Regions from separate parts of the Mus musculus genome. Here region 1 is linked to region 2. A link is a contact called in public Hi-C data. All regions are on one chromosome and are shown on one strand. The core of a region is the stretch at or near the end of the contact, and the rest is flanking DNA. Distances in the headings are between cores, read along the strand shown. Region 1 has its middle 13 kb from the start of Gm51292. Region 2 holds the start of AI839979 (expressed sequence AI839979).

The links. A called contact is a pair of places that touch in the nucleus more often than the background predicts.
Region 1: a contact with region 2 is called in a Hi-C map of bone marrow-derived macrophages, with 22 read pairs. The contact joins the enhancer-like site here to the promoter of AI839979 in region 2. A contact is called at or near these places in 1 of 484 Hi-C or Micro-C datasets (bone marrow-derived macrophages) and 7 of 115 datasets of contacts at active chromatin or transcription factors (CD8 T cells, the NIH/3T3 cell line, double positive thymocytes and 4 more).

What each region holds. Positions count from the first base shown.
Region 1 is chr5:32,102,951-32,107,768 of GRCm38.p6, forward strand. No RefSeq gene overlaps it. Among named protein-coding and RNA genes, the nearest start is that of Gm51292, 13 kb to the left of the region's middle. Within about 2 kb of position 1,336, at least 91 of the 459 cell types and tissues checked have an H3K27ac peak or open chromatin away from gene starts, as enhancers often do. A contact at or near this core is called in CD8 T cells, bone marrow-derived macrophages, memory CD8 T cells and 1 more, where this site is marked.
Region 2 is chr5:31,568,482-31,573,319 of GRCm38.p6, forward strand. AI839979 (expressed sequence AI839979) reads right to left here and starts at 2,916. Exons shown (of 3, transcript NR_102275.1): 1 at 2,703-2,916; 2 at 2,319-2,438; 3 at 1,111-1,949.

The sequences.
Region 1 (4,818 bases), core at 86-2,585, 530 kb after region 2:
GGATGTTTGTGGGCAGCAGGGGCCACTTCTGAATGGCTCCTGACATCCAACAATGGCTTGAGACAGCACCCTGGGAGTCTGGCCCTACAGCCAGTCAACAATGTGGATGTGCCTGCTCCAGATGAGTTGTAGAATCCTCGCCAAGGATGGAGCCACCCTGCCTGGTTTCCTCCCAGGCTGTCCTGGAGACCACCCACATGGACTCTATCTGCTTGGCTTAAGCTAAACCCACTGTCTCCAAGTTGTACAGGTCTTCTTCTCTGGACTGCTAAGCCCCAACAGCTGACCATGGCACGCATCAGGGCCACAGGGAGAGAGGCAGGAGAATAAATTGGAGCAGAAGATACTGACACAGCTCCCGCTTGGACTGGCTCCCGTGAACACTGGCCTCTGAAAGAAGGCCTGCCAGAACTGAGGCCTAGCGCTGCTTTGACCTGCTCTGACCTGTGTCTCCCTGGATCATCTGTCGCAATGGTAACATATCACCAGCATCAAGAGTTCCACTCCTAGCTAGTAGCTCAAGCTGAGCCCATGCCTCCCCCTCCCCCTGCTCTCCAGTCTACATCCCACCTACCATCCCACCCAGGTCCTATCCAGAGCTCTGGATCTCCTGCATTCTGCCCTTCACACATGCACACATCTTTCTGGAATACGCCTCCTTTTGCATATTCTGAGTCCCTGGTCCCTTGTGGTCAGGACCTGATTCCAATCCTAGTTGGCTAGTTTCTGACAGCTGAAGCCTTATTAAAGAGGAGAAATAAAGGCCAATTATTGGATTGCTCTGAGAATGAGCTGTGCATGACTTGATGACTTGGTGAGTCTGGGGCTGGTCACACTGGGATATTCAGCAAGGAGAGTGATCATGTACAGATGTTACCATGGCAGTGGTCACTGCTCCTGTCATTATCTCTGAACAGATGCAGTTCTCTGGAGACTTGGGAAAGGGAGGCTGAGAGCTGTACTCTCCAGACTTAGGTGTCTTCCAGTCTCTTTCTGTAGGAGGTGGCCAAAGGCCCAGGACCCTACCCCCAGAACCCTGAGGTGGCCAAGGGTAACACTCCAGCTCTTCAGGTTAGGACTCTGGGTGCTGATGCCCCCATGAAGGTTTCTCATGGGCATGTCGAACCCTCATGTTTAGAGCATCCTATGCTAACCTTCTACAAACTAGGGGCCAGGCAGCCTTCCCTTCGGGCATTCCAGATCACCTGCATCAGGGCGGAGTCTGAGGATCCTTTTCCTTATCCCACAGCCCCAAATGTCTTCTCTGAACCTTCCACCCTGAGTCAGAGATGGCATTGCTTCCCCGAAGCCAGCTGAAACTTTGAGCTCTTGGCCTCTTCTGGTTCATCTAGAGGAAGGGAAATGATGTCATGAGGTAAACCGCAAGGCTGGGTGCTCTGGTGAGCTTTGCTTTTCAGCAAAAGTCATTTTGTTGAAATACAGAAGGCACAGAGAGTCTGTGTCCTTCTGGTTAGAGGCAGGCAGGGACGGCAACTAGATTTTTAACATGAAACTCTGAGGAGGAAGGTGTTCCCAGACGTGCTAGCCGCAGAGGCCAGGCTCGGCAGACAAATGGATGGTGTGGGATCTTTGGTTTTCTGTGTGGCAAGTCACCTGCCAAGCAGGGATGCCTAGGGGATGCAGTATGTACAAGTTCCCCAGTGGACCTCTGTAGAATTCAAGATCATGTTTGCCATGGCGTAAGAGGGGTGACAAGAATGACAAACTGGACAACACACGCTGTCAATGACTCTTGCCATCTCTCCATGACCTCCTGAGATGGGACCCCACGCACCAGTGAGCAGCAGGAGGCTGGTGGCTCCCCGGTCTGGGCTTTCAACTCTCCACAAAAAGCTTATTTGGCACCAGGCTGCAGGTGACAGCTTGAGTCCTGTGTGACTGGCTCCCACTTTGAGCTCCAGTTCCCATCTGCTACCTGTCCCCCAAGAGAAGTCTGCTGCCCTTGGCAAACCTGGCCTTTTTAACCTTCAAATGCTCTGCCTCATGGGTGTATTTCTTCTTGTTAATTCTTTACTTTTATAAGATAAACAGCCTGTGGTAAAATCCTCCAATATTAGAGCATGAAGGACTATCTAGACCCCATACCCAAGTCCTGCCCCTTACTGATAGCTGGAGCCACAGAAAGAAAAGGATGTAGCCAGGACCACATAGCAAGAGAAGACAGGGCTCTTCCATTGCTGTGGGGTCTCCCTCCCCATCACCGCTACTAGCTTCTTGTCCATCTCTTTAGTCCGTGTCCTTACTTCCTGTCCTTAGTCTGTGTCCTTACTCCATCTCTTTACTCCATGTCCTTAGTTCAACTCTTTACTCCATCTCCTTATTCCATCTCCTTACTCCATCTCCTTACTCCGTTTCCTTACTCCATCACCTTACTCCGTTTCCTTACTCCATCACCTTACTCCGTTTCCTTACTCCATCTCCTTACTCCATCTCCTTACTCCATCACCTTACTCCGTTTCCTTACTCCATCACCTTACTCCATCTCCTTACTCCATCACCTTACTCCATTTCCTTACTCCATGTCCTTATTCCATCTCCTTAGCCCATGTCTCCTTACTCCATGTCCTTATTAATCTCCATACTCCACCTCCTTACTCCATTTCCTTAATCTATTGTGCTAATGATACAATGGCATAGACTGCGTATGTTATAAAGAAGATGTAAATTCAGGCTCATGCTCTGGTCTAAGACCACAGGGCCACATCTAAGGATGGCTTTGTTGCAGAAGAATCTTGAAGTAGCACAGGACACCACATGGTAAGAGACCTAGGAAAAAATGGCTGATATAGGCATAGTGGAGCAGTGGTTCTCAACCTGTGGACCATTGACCCCTTTGGAGGTCAAAATACCTTTCACAGGGGTTGCCTAAGACTATTAGGGACATTTACACTACAATTCATAACAGTAACAAAACTACAGTTATGAAGTAGCAACAAAAATAATTTTATGGTTGGGGGTCAGCACAACATGAGGAAGTGCCTTAAAGGGTCACAGCTTTAGGAAGGTTGAGAAGCACTGATCAAGAGATAACCCATTGGTCACATGGATGGCTCATGAGAGGAGATCCCTAGTTCCCTCTTAAAGGTCCTATCTGGACCCACCTTAAACTGCCTTATAAAGCAATTTAAATTTCAACATGAGTTTGAGAAGAACAAACCACATTCAAACGGCAGCACAATCCTACCATGAAGTTTCCATCAATCATCCCTAAGATACAACCAGCTCTGGGAAGAGGGCAAGCCTGGGCTGTGGAGCATTGTGAGGGATGAGATGGAGCTGGGTCACAGTCCTCAGAGCCAGAGGTCATGGTCAGAAGGACACGTATTGTCCTTTCCCAAGACCAGGACCTTAGGAGAATTAGTTATAATTAACCGTAACTCCAAACCAATGGTTCACTGGGTTAGGGCCCCAGTGATGGTTTGCTGACTGTGGTCCAGGGTGACACAAAGTCCTGAAGGAAAAGTCAAACCATCTAGATGCTCCACAACTTCTTTTCCTGAAACTTGGATTAGGACACACCCTTATGCCTGGTTGCTGAGACTTTAGAAATGAGTGAGGGGTGGTAGAAAGGGCTGACAGAGAGGCAAAGTTGTTACAAGGCCTGGGATTTTCTGTTCTGCTCCCTGGCTTCTGCATCTTTGGTTGTAAAATGAAAAGTCAGCTGGCCGCTGGCACATTCCCAGCTCTGAGGACCAGGCTGTGCCCCAGCTATTTTGGGGCAAAGGTCAGGGTGATTGAAGGCAGGCACAGGGGTGAGGTGTGTACCCTCTCCTTACTCCAAGATCCTCTAGAATAAGCTTGGAGCCTGACTTCCCATCTCTCCATGACCAGACTGCCAGCAACTCACAGTTTGCTTCATCTGCAAGGAGAGGCATGGGGTGTCTAAGCTGAAAGGCCTCCCAAATCTGATCTCACTAACTGTTCCTTATATGCAGCGAGTGGGGCCAAGAGAGGACAGCGAGTTTATCCAAGGCCACAGGCAAAGCCAGAGCCCAGGACTCTTCCCACCACATCAGCTGCTTCATGTTTGTGCCTGAACAAAACACTCTCAGGGGAAAGCTGGAAGCAGCAGGACTGGGATGATGTCTTCCTTACCATCTCTATCAACACTAACGCCATCATCACCACCGTCAGCCCTGCCTCTTCAGCACTAGCACAGTACCCCAGGCGCATCACTGTCTCATCATTCATTCATTCATTCATTCATTCATTCATTCATCCTCAGAGGCTGCCGAGACTGCCAATGAGAAGCAAGCTGCCTGGCTCTCGTGCTAACTGGTTGTATGACCTTGAGTGAGCTCTTTTTCCATCTGCTTTAGCTCTTTGAGTGTGAACAGGATACCAGCATGTTCCTCAGGTTGCTGTTAGGAGGCTTAAGTAAGTCACTCCTCTAAAATGCTCAGAACAGTGCTTCTCACCTACTTTGTACCTAGGCAATGCTACCATTCATTCGCCCACTTGGCTCTGCTGTTTTAAAGATGTAAAATATTTCACATTGACAGCCTGTAAAAGAGCACATGAGCCTAGGACCGAAGCAGGGGATGTTGGGCTGAGCACACTGCCATGTCTTAGGTCTGAAGGTGAAGGCTGTTGGTATTAAGAACTCCTTCTCTCATCACAGGAGGTACACCAGCCTCTTAGGAGAAAGATGTTTCTGGTTCAGATTTTACAAATGGCCTTAGTGCAATGGCAGGACCTCGATCTCCGAAAACCTCAAGGTCTCCTCCCTGCCTCCAGCCCTCAGCCTTGGGATCCCAGGTATCACTGGTCACCATGCCATACTTCAGCTGTCCAGGA
Region 2 (4,838 bases), core at 1,666-4,165:
ACACTGAGTGACTACAGGGTGACCTGTGAGCTAAGTTTAGCCTTCAGCCACGTTTGGTTTGTCCTGCACGATACTTCTAAAAAACTAAATTTGCTAAAAATGGTGGTACATGTCTTTAATCCCAGCACTTAGGAGGCAGAGGCAGAACTGTAGCAAATAGAAATCCTGTTTCAAAAAACCCAAACCAAACCAGAGCACAAGCAAACAACTCTGGGAGATCGGTTAACACTAGGCTTGAAATAAAGAGGAGCTAAGTAGCTGGTACCCTTTAGACTAGGCACCTGGGGTCTAAATGCCACTTCACCCCCAACCTGGTCTGCCTTACCCACTTACCCATTTCATGACCTGCCTTGTCCCACCAGGCATTGGAATTGGGGTGCCTGCTTTTTGGCGAGGGGCATTTCTTGATTAATTTTTTTTTAATGAGGGAGACTAAAGTGGGCCAGATAAAAAGTCAGGGGAGATAAGAAGTCAAGAGTGCCCATCAGAATGTGAAGGGTCACAAGCAAATGGGAGCCCTAGAGAGTTCCCAAGGAGATACAGGCAGATTGGTGCCCATGTAGAGCTAGGAGGAGAACCCCTGTGGGAAATGGAGGATCTAGAGTCAAGAGCAAGCCTACTTGAAGGTCTAGTAATGTCATAATGAGCCACTCTAGTTTCCTGGAGATCGGGTCCTGGTCCGCATTCAGTGTTCTAGAAATAGCTTATCTTACATCACTTCCTTAATTTGGGCTCAGTGTACCTGTTTCAAGTCATTGGGTGGCTCATACAAGATACGTTAGGTTGAGTAATCTTTAAATAGAATTTCATTTCTCAAGGTTCTAGAGACTGGGAAGTCCAAGATTTCAAGGCACCAGCAGATCCTTACAAAGTAGACAAGCTCTCTCAAGCCATTTTCCTAATACTATTCTTGAAAGTCTCCTGGGAGACTTAGTTACCTCCCAGGGTTTCTGCCTCCTAGTAAGTAGTATGGCTAGAAATTAGCCAGGCCCAGTGGTGGTGTGTGTGTGCAGTGCACACCTTTAACCCCAGCACTTGGGAGGCAGAGGCAGGAGGATTTCTGAGTTTGAAGCCACCCTGGTCTACAGACACACACACAAATAAAATATGATAAAGATTTAAAAAACAAAATTTATTGGATGTTACATGTTCATAAAGGCAACAGCAGACAAGGTGCATGTGATTCAAAAGCAAAAAAAAACCTCCAGTGACCAAGACCTTTTAAAAGACGCTGCCTCTTTCACTTTCAGCCATGTGAGGAACTTGATCGTTTTTCCTACTTATTCATTGATATATATATTTATTCACTTTACATCCCAATTGCTGCTCCCCTCTCCCCGTACCTCCTTCACACAGTCCCCCATCCCCTTTTCCTCTGAGAAGATGGAACCCTCCCTCTTCCCTCGGTTATCCCCCAACCTAGGTACATCAAGTCTTTGCAGGGCTAGGCACATCCTTTCCCACTGAGGCCAGACAAGGCAGCCTAGTTAAGGGAACAGGACCCACAGGCAGGCAACAGATTCAGGGACAGCCCTTGCTCCAGTTGTTGGGAGATCCACATGAAGACCAAGCTACATATCTGTTCCATATGTGCAAGGAGGCCTAGGTCCAGCCTGTGTATGCTCTTTGGTTGATGGTTCAGTTTCTGGGAGCCCCTAGTGGTCCAGGTTAGTTGACTTTGTTGGTCTTCTTGTAGAGTTCCTATTTCCTTCAGGGCCTGCAATCCTTCCCACAACTCTTCCACAAGAGTCCCCAAGCTCCATTTAATGTTTGACTGTGGGACTCAGCATCTGTTTCAGTCAGCTGCTGGGTAGCTGTCAGAGGAGTTATGCTAGGCTCCTGTCTACAAGCACAACAGGCTCCATATCCTCACTGCTAGGAGTCTCAGCTAAAGTCACCCCCATGGACTGGGATGGGTGAGACTCCCGGGAGCTTTACCATTTTGTCTGCTGTGAGAGAGAAGTCAGGAAAAACAAAAACAGAGCCTACTTAATTGAGTTCGGAACTTAAATCTGCCAGAACCCAATGCAGTGGGTGCCCTCACTGCCAGATGGCCAGCAGGTCCTTGGGAGTAAACCAGAAGACAGTTTTAAGAGGCTGTTGTTTCCCTAAGGACATAGCTTATAATCTGCCTGTGCTTGAAGTACTTGCACATACAGAGACTTCTTCTTTTTAAGCACATATTGATTAAATATAATGAGGCATACTGAGGTTGAGAGGAGAGATCAGGGAGGGAGGCGTCCATGCATACCCAGGGCTTTGAACAAGGGCTCCCCGACTCAAGGAAGTGCACAAACCCAAAATTACCAGGAACCTACCTGTGAGTTTGTTGTGGACAGTTTCTGGGATTCTGTGTAGCCTTTATCAGCATCTCTAAAGGGTCATTGTCCAAATATAGTTAAACAGACTTCGGACACGGAAGCGTTGGACTCCCATTCCTAGGCACAATGGCACAGTTTATAGCAGGTCCCTGTCAACCTCACTCCATCACCCCCTCAAATCCTTGCCTAGAAATCTATTCCAGCTAGCCTCCTTTTGCCCTACCAGGGGGAGGGGAAATCCGAAAGCTTATTTTTAGGCAGGCCCTGCCAAGACTCCCCGCAGTGGCTGGACTGCTGCTGGGCCTGAGGGGTGCCCGCGCCCCAGGAGGACAAGCAGTGTGCGGGAGGGGCCTGCGGGCACGAGCGGATGTCACAGCTTACCTCAGAGCCTGAATTAGAAGCCTGAAAAAAAAAATCACAGCAGGAAATAATGTGGTGCCCAAAATAGAAACATCAACCGGGAGAGAGGCCGGGAGTAGGTGGCGTTTGAGGCTCCTGCAGCGTCCTCCCCAGAGGCCTCCTGACAACCGGCAAGCGGGTTGGCATGAGATTGCAACCCAGCCCAAGAGGCCACAAAGGCACCGGCTGGATGTTTCAGCAAGGGAGAAGGAATGGGCAGTAAAGTGGAGAATCAGGACCGCCTCCTCTTCCCTCCCTCTCGACTTTCTCCTTCCTTCTCCAAAGTCTTACCGCCACCGCTGACCCCTTCCTCTTTTTCGGCATCATCCCTCAACCTTCTCCCCACACAATGACTTCTGCTTTTTTCCTCACTCTCTAGTGCCCCTTCTTCTCTGATACTGCCCCCACCCCGCTTCCTCCTTTCCCTCCCCACACCAAGCCCTTCATTTCTCCTGGGTGGTCTCTGCCCCAACCCGCCGCCCCCCAGCCTCCCGGTGCTTTTGGGTGCCTTCCTAGGTAACTAGTGGGAGCTCAGTCTAGCAGCAGCTAACTGAAGGTCAGCCTCCTGTGCCTGACTGCAGCCTGGCTGCACTGATCTCCCCTTCACCCCACACTCAGCACCCTCCACGCCTCTTTAGAGAAAAGGAGGCCCTGGAGTCTAAGGAAGATGGCAGGGTCAGGACTCCTTCCTCTGGGGCCTCTGGAGGGCTTGAGAGGAAGCAGAAACTTTGCAGGCAATCTTGGACTGTCTCTCCCTTCACAGCTGAGTTCCTGGTAGATTGCATGGTTTGCCAAATTTCCGTGTTTCTCATGCTGGCATGTGCCATTGGGCAAGGTATAAAGTCGGTGAGAACCAGACTTAAGGTCTCTCTGATGCTCCCCTTAACCTTCACCAACCCCGAGTGGGGAAACATCTGTGATCTCCTTTACAGTGGGAACTCAGATGCAGCAGGTGAGCTGGAGGATGGGGGACACTGGAGGATGGGGGACACTGGAGGATGGGGACACTGGAGGATGGGGGACACTGAGGATGTCTTTAATCTTAGCACTAGGTAGAGGCAGATGATCTCTAGGAGTTAAGAGTCCATCCTGGTCTACATGGTGAGTTCCAGGCTAGCCAAGGCTACATAGTGAGACCCTGTCTTTAAAAACAAAGGAAAGAAAAGTCGGAGTAGTAGGCATGCTGCATGTTTGTAAGAGTAGAAGGGCTGGGATCGAGGCACAGGGAGTGCAGCCCCTCTACTGACCTTGAACTTGGACCAAGTTCATTGACTTGGTATTTCCATACCCGGTTTTCTTCGTAACAAGATTTGTTTTTTATTATTTCTTTTCTGAATGTAAGCATGAGACATTCCATTACATATGTTGGGTAATTTCAATTATTAAAAATTCCCTAGGTGGGGCTGGAGAGATGGCTCAGCAGTTAAGAGCACTAACTGTTCTTCCAGAGATCCTGAGTTCAATTCCCAGCAACCACATATGTTCACAACCACCTTTAATGAGATCTGATGACCTCTTCTGATATGTTGGAAGCCAGCAACAGTGTGCTCATATACATTTTAAAAGGAAAGAAGAAAAAAAAAAGAAGAGAAAAGAGAAGAATCCCCAAAGCAAAGCATGGAGAAGCAGGTGGATCTCTGAATTGGAGCCTGGTCTACATGGTAAGTTCCAGGACAGCCAGGGCTACATAAAGAAACCCAGTCTCAAAAAACAAATAAAAATTTCTAGCTAAGTATCATGGTACATGCTTGCAATCCCAGTACTCTGCACCCTGGAGGCAGAAGCAGGAGCATAGCCACAAATTCAAGGTCATCCTGATATATATCGAGAGAGAGAGAGAGAGAGAGAGAGAGAGAGAGAGAGAGAGAGAGAGAAAGAAGAAGAAGAAGAAGAAGAAGAAGAAGAAGAAGAAGAAGAAGAAGAAGAAGAAGAAGAAGAAGAAGAAGAAGAAGAAGAAGAAGAAGAAGAAGAAGAAGGGGAGGAGGAGGAGAAGAAGGAGAAGGAAGAAAAAGAGGAAGAGGAAGAAGAAGAAGAAGAAGAAGAAGAAGAAGAAGAAGAAGAAGAAGAAGAAGAAGAAGAAGAAGAAGAAGAAAGCAGCAGCAACAGAAGCAGCCACCA